Regions from separate parts of the Mus musculus genome. Here region 2 is linked to region 1. The links are chromatin contacts, called in public Hi-C maps. All regions are on one chromosome and are shown on one strand. Each heading gives the region's core, a stretch centred on a gene start, on an enhancer-like site or on the middle of the called end of the contact. The rest is flanking DNA. Distances are from core to core; before and after follow the strand shown. Region 1 overlaps Ehbp1 (EH domain binding protein 1). Region 2 has its middle 62 kb from the start of Ehbp1.

Region 1 (6,604 bases), core at 115-2,614:
CAGATATGGGCTAACTATTGCATTTCATTTGGTTAGCCTCTCGAATTGATTTGGTATTACTTTTAAAGAAAAGTTTCTAGAGGAAATACTAGTTACTTCAATGAGATCATATCTGAATTTAGCATCTACTGTACTTAGGAATAGAACTGGAGCTTAACTGCTTTGTGGAATCTAAAGTAGTAAACACTTTTGTCCTTTTTTGTGTGTCTGCGTGAGGGGTGTACATGAGGGTCTTATGCACATGTGCTCGCTCACCTGCATGCTCGAGTGGGAAGCAGAGGCCAGTTTTTGGGGTCTTTATCTTAGTTTTTACACAGGCTTCTCATGGAACCTGCACTCATCATTTTGACTAGGCTGGCTGGTAGCTCCTGGAATCCTCCTGTCTCTGCCCTTACCTGGAGTTCCAGGACACACTGCCACATCCAGGTTTTAATCTCAGTGCTAGGGATGGAGATCGGGTTCCTGTGCTTGTGTGGAAAACTTTTCACTTGTGGAGTCACCCCAGGCCACTTTTGTCCTTTAAAGGTACTAGAACTAAACTTTAATAATCTTGTTTAAGATGAATTATACTTAATTTCTTTCTTTGTTTTTTAATTTGATAGGCAACCAGATAAACTGGTGGTTGTTTGGACAAGAAGAAGCCGAAGGAAGTCTTCCAAGGTTAGTCTCCTCTGAACAGTCACCACTTAAAAATTTGTCGAGGAAGAGCTCAGTGTTCTTAACGAGTGGCCAACTTTCTGAGTTCATGCTGGATTGCAGGGGAGGAGGAGTGGACTTTTTTGAAGATTTTGATTTGTTTTTCTTTGTACTGATAGTATCATACATGGAGACTAGAATAGAATTTTAAACATCTTGTTCTGTAGATAATTTTATTTTCGTAAGCATACAGCTGTATGCATATTTATTAGAGGTTAGTTTGTTTTCCTATAGATAGACTGCTATTAAGAAAAGTTTGTTAGATGATAATTGAAATTTTAAAAACTTACTAAAAGTACCCTTTCAAGGTGGTTTTGTTTGTTTTTGAGACAGGGCTCATTTTGTATTTTAGGCTGACTTAGAATTTGTGATCTTCCCTTTTGTGCCTCCGAAGGGCTGGGATTACAAGTGTGTGCCATTATATCTGGCCTCCAGTTTTATTTTTATTAAGCTAAAACTTAAGGGTGCAAAATTCATCAAACCTTAGTTATTCAAGACACCATGACCATGGCAACTCTATGAAAGAAAGCATTTAAATTGGGGCTTGCTTGTAGTTTCAGAAGTTTAGTCCATTATCATCATGGCTGGGAGCCTGCTGGCAAGGACATAGTGCTGGAGGAAGAGAGGAGAGACACTGAGCTGGGCTTGGCCCTTTGAAACCTCAGAGCACCCCTGCCCTGCATTGATGCACTTCTTCCAACAAGGCCAGGCTTCCCAGTCCCACCCTGAGCTGCTCCCTGGTGACTAAGCACTCAGATATGTAAGCCTATAGGCCATTCTTATTCAAGCCACCACAGTTTACATACATAATAAATATGATGTATATATTCTGATACTTGCATAAATAGTACTCCTGTCAAAGTATAGATTGCTATCAGCATAACATTTTTGTGTCTTTTCCAGGCAATTTCCAGCCCTCAGAGGCCATCACTATTTTGATTTTTCTGTCAATAAAGACTAATTTACCTATTTTTGAATTTCATGCAAAAATATTACAGTAGTATATTTGTATAGCACTGTATATTTGTATAATAGTGTTCTATATAATTTTACATAGTAAAACTGTTTTATGTGTGGTCTTCTTTGCCTAGCATCATGTTTTTGCAATGTGTTCATGCTTTGTTTTCATTTGTAGTTTATTGCTTTATTGCTGAATAGTATTCCATTCTGTGAATATACTACAAGTTAGTTAATTACTCAGTCCCCTGAGTATATAGTCTTTTTTTTTTTTTTTTTTTTTTTTTACTTCTGTCAGTGTTAACTGCTAGAATCCTTGTTTAAGTAGGTAGAGAGTGATAGGGAAGATACCTGGCCGCAGCCTTTAGCCTCCTTACATGTATGCCCATACAACTTTGCATAGTATTGTTTCCCAACACACCCACTAGAGTATGTGTGCACACTCAACACACATACATATACATGCACACATACCAGAAATTGCCAAACACCCCTGCCAGCAATATAGGGGCCAGCAATATAGGAATTGAAGCTGATTCACATCATGAACAGTATTTTTTCAAGACACATATCTGTAGTTTGGGGGCATTATAATGTGAATACTGTCTTATTCACATGTGAGGAGGAGTTCTAAGAATGGACACAGTACTTCTCATTGCATCTACAGCTTTTGTGGAGTTGGCCAGAATAAAGTTGTCCTTTAAGTGTAATAGAGGGATGTGACTATATCAGTAGTCTTTAGAGTGGACACTGTAAGCACTTTATTTCATTTGACACTTAGCTAGCAATTATTCTATAAGAGTTATGGAATACAATAAATATAATAAAATACTTTAGGTTGTAGGTCACTTCAGAATATACTCATCTTTGATAGTAAATAAACTTTGTTTATTTAATGGCATATGACAATTGAAAGAATTTTTATGAAAGATTCTTTCTTATATGGTACCAGATCCTGTTTGAGTCTAGGTAATAAAATATAAACTTGAGGCTACAGATTAATTTTCTTAGAAGGTAGTGTATTCTAGAAGAAATTACTTTTTATTCTATTTATTTCTTAGTTTTAATGTTCTTTGAGATCTTCCTTTATACAGTCAGCTCTCTGTATTTAGGAGTTACCCAGTCTGGTCTTTGTGAAACCTGTCTCAAAGGAAAAAAAAAAAAAAGGAAAAAAAAAAAAGCACCAGTCTTGAACATATCTAAAACTTTCCTCATTATTCCCTAAACAGTATAGTAGAATAAGAAGTACTTACACAGCCCCCATGTTATAGTATGTGGGTATTTTAAATGTCTAGAGATGATTTAAAATGCAGGGGAACAAGTGCACAGGTCATATAGAAACAGTACACCATTTATACAAATCTTAAGCATCTGTGGGTTTTGTGTACAAGGACAATCCTGGAATCCTGACCCTCAGAGGTTACTGTACTTTAGAATTTATGTTTTTTTTTTCTTGGAACATTGGAGGTGGATAACAGTTTATGAGAACTGATATGTTAAGCTTATAACAGCATATATATGTGTGTGTGTGTATAGATAGAGTGTACATTTATGGAAATGTTTTATAAATTATGTATAATAGCTAAATAAGGAAATTTAAAACTGACACTCAGATAAGTCATTATACTGACTGTTAAATTAGGTAGTACATAATAAGGCACATTTGCCTTTTTAATTTAAAGCTTAATTCCCAGTTAATTGCTCATTTTCTGTTGGTACATGCATATTTTATAGCTAACTATTTAGAGAGCTCATTGCAGATTCATTTGGTTAAAATAATTAGTATGGGCAATTAACACAATACTACGCTTTCCTACTTTCTCGAGTAATGACAGTTATAACACAGACTTTGTCAAGCTATAATTGATTTGTAAATATATAGACATAAATAACTTTTCAGTATATATGATAGTTGCAGCTGGGCAGTTGTGATAAAACAGAAAAAATATGGCATATTAATTTTTACTTGTCTAAATTCCTGTTTTCTAACTAGAAATTGAAGTTCACAGAGAGGTTTAAGAATCCCAAAGAAACCAGAGCTTTAAAATCCTTACCAGATTTTTGCTGTTCCTATCACCTCCCATAGCTTTGTGTGGTGACTGAGCCTTTCAGATGTGTGCCCTCACAACCTGCCTGTGGAGAGTTTACTTAAATGGAGGTTGTGTTAGCAACAGTAAAATTGTTTAATAGATGGCATATTAAACATATGGGTATATGCACTTCTAAAATTTGTAAAATACCAGTTTAATGGAGTATAATATGGAACTTTTAGTGAACCTTTTTGCTCTGAATGTTTGTATATGTTTGATTTAAAATACCTGTGAGCAATTGTTCTGCACAGTGAATGTGTTCACAATGCATGTGGAGGCCTGAGGTCACATAGGACATTTTCCAGGATTATACTTCATTTTGTTTATTGAGGTAGGATCTCTTGCTGATTGAGTTAGTCTAGGCCTGCTCCAGGGTTCTCTTCCCAAGTTCCTAGATTCCAGGCAGGTGCCACATCCTTTGGGCATTTACCTAGGTGCTGGCTTGCTGAATTCTCAGGTCTACACTCTTGCATGGCATGCATGTTACCTATCTCCCTACCCCCTCAGTGAAACATTTTAATTCTGTAGAATAAGTACCAGTCTTTTAGGTGAGCATGACTTGAAACAATTAGAAAAAAATCAGTGCATTTTGTCGAGTTATAGTATTTGTTCAAATTTCATTTCTGTTACTGTCATAAAATATTCTGAAAGGTTTTAGTTTATAGTTCCAAGTTAGAGTCCAGCACTGAGGGGGGGGGGGTGATCCAGGCAGAAGTGCATGCGGCTCGCCACATCAAACCCAGAGTTGAGAACAGAGAGAAATGAATGAATGCACTCTGCCTACTTGCTTGCTAGCTGCTTTCTAAGCATTCTTCACTGTTACACAATTCAGGGCCATGCTTAGGGAGCGTGCTGCCCACAGGGTCAAATCCTCCACAGACATGCTCTCAGGGAAACCTCAGCTGCATAAGTCCTTGAGACGAGTCCCAGGTGATCCAAGTTGTATCAAGTTCACGTTCAATACTACCATCACACTGTCCTAAATTAAGTAGGACTTTTTCCCCAGGCTTGCCTTTGAAAGGTACCAAAAGATTCCAAGTTAGAGTCCAGCACTGAGGGGGGGGGGGGAATCCAGGCAGAAGTAAGTAAGAAAGAAAAACTGTATACAGAGATGAGTAATGAATCCTAATTCCTTAGCTATACTAGGATGTTGGCAAATGATCAAGTAAATGATCAAGTCATCAGCTATAGGGTAAAGCCTTTGCTAGCTATGCTAAGGCAGTGAATACTTCTACTTGTGTCTCTTATGCAGCTACTTTCTAGGGAAATCCTTTATTATTCTCCTGCAAGAAAACTAACCAAGCTTCTTAGAGCACTGATATTTACCAAGGATGTGGTGTCCTCCCTCTCCCTCTCCCTCTCCCTCTCCCTCTCCCTCTCCCTCTCCCTCTCCCTCTCCCTCTCCCTCTCCCTCTCCCTCTCCCTCTCCCTCTCCCTCTCCCTCTCCCTCTCCCTCTCCCTCTCCCTCTCTTTATCTTAGTTTCCTTGGCTTAGTATAATTTTATCTATCTACCTGTGTGTCTGTCTGTCTGTCTGTCTATCTATCTATACACCCACACACCCAATCACCATAGTTATTATTGGATACCTATATTTCTGTTTTTTTGTTTTGTTTTGTTTTGTGGTTTTTTTTTTTTTTTTTTTTTTTTTTTTTCTGAGACAGGGTTTCACTGTATAGCCTTGGCTGTCCTGGAACTCACTCTGTAGACCAGGCTGGCCTCGAACTCAGAAATCCACTTGCCTCTGCCTCCCAAATGCTGGGATTAAAGGCATGCATCACCATTGCCTAGCGGATATCTGTATTTCATTCTTTATCTAACTTTATAGTCTTGAATTAATACTTTGTGAGTTAGTAAGTTCCTAGAAAACCAATGTCTGATGTATGCTAGGTTATTGTGCTAGGTTATAGATCTATATCACTGCACCAGAGTTTGTTGTTGTGGGTGCTGGGTGTGTAACTCAGATCATTATACTTCTGTAGTAAGCACTTTACTGAGCTGTCTTCTCCAACCCAGTTTTTTAAAAAAGGTGTGTGTGTGTGTGTGTGTGTGTGTGTGTGTGTGTATGTGTGGATACTTGAAGAGGTCAGAGGATGTCTTTGTGTGTCCTTGTTAGGACTCTCTTCTTTGAAGCAGGGCCTGGGGTGTCACTAATTAGACTAGCTGGTCAGTGAGACCCACAGATCTTCCTGTCTCTACCTCCTCAGCCCTGGGACTACAACTGTGTACAGCCATACCTGCTAGTGTTAAAGGGTTCTGGAGAACAAATGCAGGTTCTGTGCTTTCAAGACAAGCCCTTCACGCCACCTTTCTGGTTTGAAGGCTCCGTGCTTCTAAGATAAGCCTTCTACCCCGAGTTCCTGGTTTACTACTTTAAATATCCTTGATTTCTTCTCCTTTAGAATTTCCTGGTCTGTGTTCACCTAGGATGATGTGAAGGAGCACTGATTGTTAGCCTCTTAGGTAGATTAACTGACATTCTTAGTGTCTTAACTTATTCTCAGGATTTCAGGGAGCCAGAGCTTTAACATTGATCCTTCCTTTGCTGGTACAAGAGTTGCTGGAAAGAAAGTGAGAGAGTGGTGGCTTCCTACATCTTGGGAATCACCATGCTTCTTCCTTTCATTTAAAGCCTTTCTTGTTGGTTGGTCAGCTTGTAATATTGTCTGATTCTAAACTGAGGAGTGAAAAAACTCATTCAGAAGATGATGCTTCTGAGGGAACCTGAGGAGCCCAGAGCTCCATCTCCTCACTCAGCCCTTTATCAGGTTCTACATTTTCTAACCTTTCCACTTTTTATCTCTGTTGTGTATAGGATGCTAAGTCTTTAGGGACTGAAGGTCTTCTTCTTATTGTGTGAAT
Region 2 (7,227 bases), core at 2,544-5,043, 100 kb before region 1:
AAAGGTGTTTACTACAGTCAAAAAAGAGATCTTCTTTCCAAGGACAGGGGAGACAAATCAGTCATTAAGTCATTCTTAAGGACTTAAGAATGAAGTCTTGAGTTTGGATCAGCAGCAGCCATTAAGAAGCCACATGGCTGTAATCCTAGCACTGGGGAGGCAGAGACAGAAGGACCCCTGGAGCTCACTGGCAATCTAGTCTAGCTAAATCAGTGAGCTCCAGGGGTAATGAGAAACTTTGCCTCAAAAAATAAGTGTGCAGTATAGGCCGCTGCTGTTGACCTTTGTTGTGAACTAGAGGTGGAAAGTCAGTTTCTATTTCGAAGATGCCATGAACTTCAGAATCTGGACCCAGAGCTGGACTTTATTATTTGAAGGCCACCTGCCTGAAGACTGGTTTTCATGGTATTAAAAAGCACCACGCAAGTTGCCAAGGAAGGGAAGCAACCAATAATTCTACACAGTGATAATGTCTATAAACTACAACAACAACCAGCGTGACACAATAATCCTAAGGGTGAAGTAGTGGCACACATACCTTAGCAGTGGCCAACAGCTCTCTAATTACACTTAAGGTCTGCTCAACAAGAGGGCAGTCAAGTCATGCCTGGTACTGGAAGCATACCCAGTGAAGTTATGGATCTTGGAGAAGTACCTACAACTGCCACTTAAATCAACACTTAACTGCAATATGCCCAGTGTTTTGTTTTTGAAACAAACAAACTCCCAAACATTTGATTTACCAGTGAAGACTCAGGAGCCAGATTCTGAGGTGAAAGCCTGCTAGCTCAGAGAGGCAGAGAAAGCACCCAGCTAACCTTCCTTCCACCAACGTAAACCAGCACAAACCCTAACTACAAACCAAATATTTGTCCCTATAGCCACAGATAAGTTTATTCCTAGACTCTCATCAAGGAAACTTGTCTTTGCAGAGAATGGAAGCCACAATTTATCAAAATTCTGACTTGTGGGGTTCAGTCTCTCCTGATTCATCTACAACACAACTCCTATACCTAAGGCTTAGAGATCCTTTCAAACATGAGGTATGAAGGCAAGATAATAAGAGTTAGATGAACAGGCAGTTTGCTATGAGATTGTGTCTTCTAGTTTGCCAGGAAACATTCATGAATCCCAAAAAGACCACCAAGGAGCCAATTCCGATGTAATTGCACTAGGGTCTCTTTATTCAAGCTCAAACTTGGCCCACACCACCATCTCTGATACAGGAGAACAGGAGGGGGCATCGAGTCCAGTTTCAGGCAAGCATTTAAAAAGGTAAGATGGGGTGTTATCTAGCCTGGTACACACCTGATTGGGGGGCCATTACAGACCTTTAACATAATTGGCTGCTGCTGGGAGCCAAGCCATAAACTTACCTTCTGTTTTCCTCCTGATTGGTGGTTGTTAGGAAGTGAAGTGTCAGGGGCGGGCTTGTAACCTGCAGGTGCAGATTTGATGGGGAGTAACCTGGAAGCTGGTGCTAGACAAAGGTCTTATGGGGGGGGGGGCGCTAGAAACTGGTGCTGGGTACTGGCCTGTTAGTTAACGTGTTCAACCTTAGGTCAGTTTCTCTAAGATGGAGTCTGAACCCAAAAGATCTGGTCCCTCACTAGAAGTGTAGAGAAGCTACACTCGTAAAGTCTCATCAACATGACTGCCTGACTATGAGCTAAACAAAAATGACACCAAAAAGACATGCTAACATAGAAGAGGCTAATAAGGCCTCAACCCAAGATGAATAACTACAGGTAACTAAGGAATGCTGAGAGTGGAGAAATAATCTTCCCCAAGGAAGAACATATTAATTGACTATCAATACCAAATGCACAGTCCTAAACATATATATGCCATATTATTACATATGAATACATTACACATTATGATAGATATATCATACATTATATAGACTGAGTTACAATAGATAGACTGAGCTATTGCAAGATATTTGATCACATTGTGAACCCCAAGATTGTGAACTGGAAAAACCTGTTTCTTGTTGTGCTGTGGCTCAGCTCTAGCACACACTTTTAAACCACAGAGCTTGATTAAATAAAGTCAACCCTAGGCAGGGCAAGCAACGAGCTGAAAGGGTGAACATAAGGAAGTAGAAAGGAGAGGCATTGCGTTGAAGGGTATTTAATACAGTATGGAGAAGGAGAAAGGGTTTTTTCCTTCTGGGATATTGGTGGAGGAGGGATAGCTGGGTGTTTTCTCTGCCTCTCTGAGCTAGCAGGCTTTCACCTTAGAATCTGGCTCCTAAGTCTTCATTGATAAATCAAATGTTTGAATTTTTTTCTTTTTAAAATAAACAACACTGAGAATGTTGCAGTTATATATTTAGGGACACACACACACACCAATAAAGATGGCATAAATCTGAATGAGAGCAGCAGGGTTGGGCTGGGGGATTACATGAGAGGAGATGTAAGAAGGAAAGGAAAGGGGGGATGATGTAATTATAATCTCAAAAAATGGAAATATTATTTAAAAAGTTGAAGAGAAACAGCAGAAGACACCTGGCATTGACCTCTGACTTTCACACACATCCATGAATGCACCAGCATACAGACATGCATGCAGCAGAAACATGAATCACACACACAAAGATCCTTTAATTTTTGTTTACTCAGTTACTTAGCATGAAGCAAAGACTGTTCGGACCACATTAAAGTATGAACTCGATACCTACAACCATCTTTACAGGTAGCTGCTATTCTTTACATGTGAGAAAGCAGAATCATGAATGTTTCAGTAACTATCTAGAGATAATTGATCTGTAACTGGGCAGAACCGGAACCCTGGCATTTTGGCTATATTACATCATGAAATTATTATGTTGGGGTTTTTGTATAGTTAACTACTAAATACATTTTCTACTTTCATTATTAATGAAAATGTTGAGTTCAATCTAGGCAAGTGCTGATTATTAAGGCTCTGCATGCATGGCATTTAAACTAGCCCAGTCTTTAATTTGGTAGCATTAGTCAACTATCAGCTAGCATTTTCACTTCACAAGACCAAGGACATATTGTCCTTTGGGGACAGTGGGTTACAAACTAAAGTTATAAGAAGTAAGCTAAACATTATTTCAAACACATCTTAAGACTGCAATACAAGAGGCCAGGCACAAATTCTCAGAACCTACAAGGGACTTGTCAGAGATTAGTTAAAAGAAATTGGAAATAAGTGATTTGTCTGGTAGACAAATGCCTCCCTTCTGTGCTGCTTCTCAGGTGGAGAGTTCATCTTTGGTCAGGGTAATATAGGTAGACAGGTTTCCAATAGATAACCTCAGACTGGGGAATCAAAGTTCTCCAATGCACATTTCAAAGGTAACAAAGACAAAGCCCACACAGCCTCCCTCATCTGTAGCCAGAGCACTTCTGGCTGTGGACCTGCTTCATTGTGCCTGGGCCATTCCAGCACTGTGGCTGCTGTTGCCATGGTGTCAGGGACCCTCCATGTGGGCTGCTTTCAATAACCAGCAGCTGCTCACTTCAGAGAGAGCAGGATGGTAGCCCAGTTCTGAATGAGCGTCCACCACCCCTGGGCTTCATCCTGACCTGAATATTGTTATGCCATTGAATTTCCTTTTATTATTTATTCTGAGATATCAACTTTCCTTGAACTTTTCCTCTCTGTGCTGAGGATGGTCAGATCACAGAACTCCCCTTCTTTTTTGCAAAAGTGTGTGTGTTTGTGTGTTTTTCAACAATTCCTGAGGTATACCCTTGGCTTTCACACATGCTTTCACACACACACACACACACACACACACACACACACACACACACACACACTACCCCTTTGCTTCGCTGTATGAAGGCACAGGGCAAATTTACTGAGTTGATTCATTCCAAGAAAGTCTAGGTAGTGCTCCCAAACGTACTGTGACTCTCAATGAAAAACACATTCCATCTGTTGTGTAAAAATCCAGGGCTGGAATGAAAAACACCACCCTTTAATTACGTTATTTTGACCCCAGTCATGGGGTCTGTACTTAATGCTAAACACATTCTAATTAATAATGCCTCATGCCTGCCCCCCTTAGTTTACACATAGTCTAAGTATGAGGAATGGGAAAGGATAAAAACCACTATGAACTCTGACCTTTTCCCCACAGAGATGGCGGAAACGTTGTTCTTGAAAAGCATGGGGGTTCTACTCTGCTCGAGCTACAATCTGCACATTTCGCTTTGAAAACAATCGGAATAATTTAGAAATAAGCCTCACAGTGCTTTTGGTTTGTTTATCAGTTGTTAGTAAGGACTGTCAGAGAGAAATGTTTGCAGGCACGCTATCCAAAAAGGCTGACAGAATCCAGAACTTGCTTGGTATTCAAAGAAGGACCCATCCAGCATTACCCTGCACAGTATATAATTACTTGCATATCAGGAGCCAAAAAGGGGAACACAGTTCTGTAAGTGTGTGTTTACACTGAAGAGTATGAGAAGCAAAACAATCCGGCAACATTTTTCATCCGCAGCATCTGGGAATAATTAATTTGCTTGCTATGCTGTACACAGCAGGGAGCGGAGACCGTTGTCCAAATCTGCATTTGGGCCTTTTGCTTTACTCCAAAGCTTTCTGCTTTCGGGTTTGGTACTGTGGCTAATTTCAATAAATCTTTTTAAATTTTTATCCCAAGTGCTAAAACAAGGAGAATCTTCTGCTTACAATTTCCTCATCATTTTGGGTTGTATTTCAAAAGCTGCCCTTCAGATGCCTCTCTCTCTTCTTCCTCTGTAGTTTAATGCCAGAAAAAGCTCTTGAAACTGAGGCTTATAAAATGCAGTAGTGTTTTTGTTTAGAGAGATTCTTATTTTACATGTATATGGGATGTGTGTGTGTGTGTATGTATGTGTGTGTGTATGTGTGTGTGGCATGCCTACATGAATATATGTCTAACATGTGGGGGGCAGTTGCCCATGGAAGCCTCTGGAACTAGAGCTATGGGTGATTTGTGGGCACCCCATGCCATGTCAGTGCTAGGAGCCCAACCCAAGGCCTCTGCGTGTGCAGCAAGTGCTCTTAACTGCAGAGCTATTTCTCCAGCCCTATGCTGTAAGGATTTTACATATCTTCTCAATATATATTAGAGTCCTGAAAAGGGTCCTCTGGGATGTAGACTGTATCTTGTTCCATTTCATAAATTTTAGATTGGAACATTGAGGATTATTATTTTAAAAAAATCCACATAAAGTTTTGTGACAAGTTCTAAGAGTTTGTATTAGATGTTATGTTCCTTGTGACTTTTTATGAACCTAAGAACTCAGCTTACCCCAGGGCCTCATCCTCTCTGGAGAGCCTTCTCAGATTTCTCCCTAGCTATATGAGAATGAAGCTCAGCTAGCACTCTGACTTTTGTTTATTCAGGATTTCAAATACGAAGAACGCGTGTGTGTCCTCTTGTTGCTGGCTACGTGCTATAAGCATTAGGCAGTGCTGAAGTTTTCTATAGCACTTTGAAAGCAAGTGCACATCTCATGGCATCCAGCAGTTTCCTTTGAGTCCTGGGTAGAAGCAGATGAGGAGCTCACTAGTGCAGCCATGCTCGGCTCTCGAGGCTCACTGTGCTTTGCTTCACAACCACGTCAGACCATTTGTGCCCTGTACTTTGGGCTCACTTGGAAGAAATGAATGTCCTAGAGCTTCGTGGTGAAAAATTGAGTTCTAGAAGGGATTCTGTTTGTGTGAAGTTTCTACTCATGAGGAGTTAGAGAGGATGCGATCTGAAAGGCATTGGGTGATGTAGGGCTGAACTGGCCTCAGCAGACAGGAGAATCCAGAATTGCTCTGGCTGGAAAGCAAGCTGCTGATAGGGTGACTCTGCACACAGCTGACTGGAAAGGGTTTGCTTTTTTGGAAGCACTTTATGGGTGTTCTAGGCAGGATGCTTAACAGAATACTGTCAACCAGATGGTTTGTAAACAATAGAGATTTTATTGCTTCAGTTTTGGAAGCTGAGGAATCCAAGGTCAAGGTGCCAACAAATTTAGGTTCCTCCTTCATAGATAGCGCCTTCTTGCTGCAGTCTCCCATAACAGAGCAGAATGTGCTATAAGCTTAATAAGGGGTCCAGTCTCATTCATGATAGTTCATGATAGATAGATCTAATCAAAGACCTCTTCTCCAGATACTCAAGAATGGCTGAGGCCTCCTGAACTCATCCCCTTTCCGATTAGCTTCCATTATCTGCTTGTAATTCCTCATGGAGGGCTGGGGCCTCAAGTTTTCCCTAACCTGTGGCATGATTGGCAGGCCCAGTCCTGTTCAGTTCTTGTGTTAGTAATCACACTGGTATGAGGTCAAGAGTACAACTCTCTCAGGAGAGACAGCCATTTTCTTCAGTGATGTAAAAAACCCCTGGTAAGGAACCTATGCTCCTGCAAACAGCCCCTCACCCAGGATCCTCTGAGAAACCCTAATTAAAAAAACAATACAAAAATAAATAGGAAGGGGGCTGATTGGTGATTAATAGGAGATAAGGGATTGGTGAGAGTGGGAGGGAGCAATAGGGAGTAATGGGGGTGAATTTTATTAAAATATAGATGAGTATGAAAAATGTCAAATGAAACACATTATTGTATATAATTTATTAATAGACACATACAAAAAGCATCACCTCCACTACCACATAGTGATATTACATATCCTTGTACTATCTACCACACAGAATATTAGGTTTTAGCAAAGAAATATAGGAGAAATACAAACAGTAAATGTAGAGCTTGCTCTCTTCTTGGCTTCCCACTCAGTGCCCAGCAAGACATACTTGTCTCTTATTTTGCTTACTTGCCTGTTTCTGGCTTTGGGGGCTGCTACCTAGGCAGAGTCAGGAGCTGGATGATGTACGATTCATTTCCAGGCTTGCCTTCTTATAGAAATATTCTCTAGAACTTGGCATACAATCTAGTGTGTTGTTAAGCATAATTAATCACTACCCTGTTGCAGAGTGTGCACTGAAGCCTTGGTTCTCTACAAGAATAGAGACTACTGAGGTTGAAGTTTCTAAGAGGAACAGACACTGAGCCCCTTATAAGTTTCCAATGCCAGTTGTATTTCTAGAAGCTTGACATACAGACTATATGACTTTAACCTTTTTATATATCCTATGACTCCAAGGATATGCCCATTGTCCCATTATATCAATTCTAAGTTATCTCATTTGAAGCATGAAAACATTAATTTGGATATATATGCATATATCACATATATCTATATGAA

What was found. Hi-C and Micro-C count contacts between places; a contact is called where the count stands out from the background.
Region 2: a Hi-C map of uterus shows a contact between it and region 1. The contact joins two enhancer-like sites. A contact is called at or near these places in 2 of 484 Hi-C or Micro-C datasets (nephron progenitors and uterus) and 3 of 9 other capture datasets (adipose tissue, liver and pancreatic islet).

The regions. Positions count from the first base shown.
Region 1 is chr11:22,242,026-22,248,629 of GRCm38.p6, reverse strand. Ehbp1 (EH domain binding protein 1) reads left to right here. Exons shown (of 25, transcript NM_153078.4): 3 at 603-660. Among named protein-coding and RNA genes, the nearest start is that of Ehbp1, 41 kb to the left of the region's middle. Within about 2 kb of position 1,364, at least 32 of the 459 cell types and tissues checked have an H3K27ac peak or open chromatin away from gene starts, as enhancers often do. A contact at or near this core is called in uterus, where this site is marked.
Region 2 is chr11:22,344,982-22,352,208 of GRCm38.p6, reverse strand. No RefSeq gene overlaps it. Among named protein-coding and RNA genes, the nearest start is that of Ehbp1, 62 kb to the right of the region's middle. Within about 2 kb of position 3,793, at least 85 of the 459 cell types and tissues checked have an H3K27ac peak or open chromatin away from gene starts, as enhancers often do. A contact at or near this core is called in uterus, where this site is marked.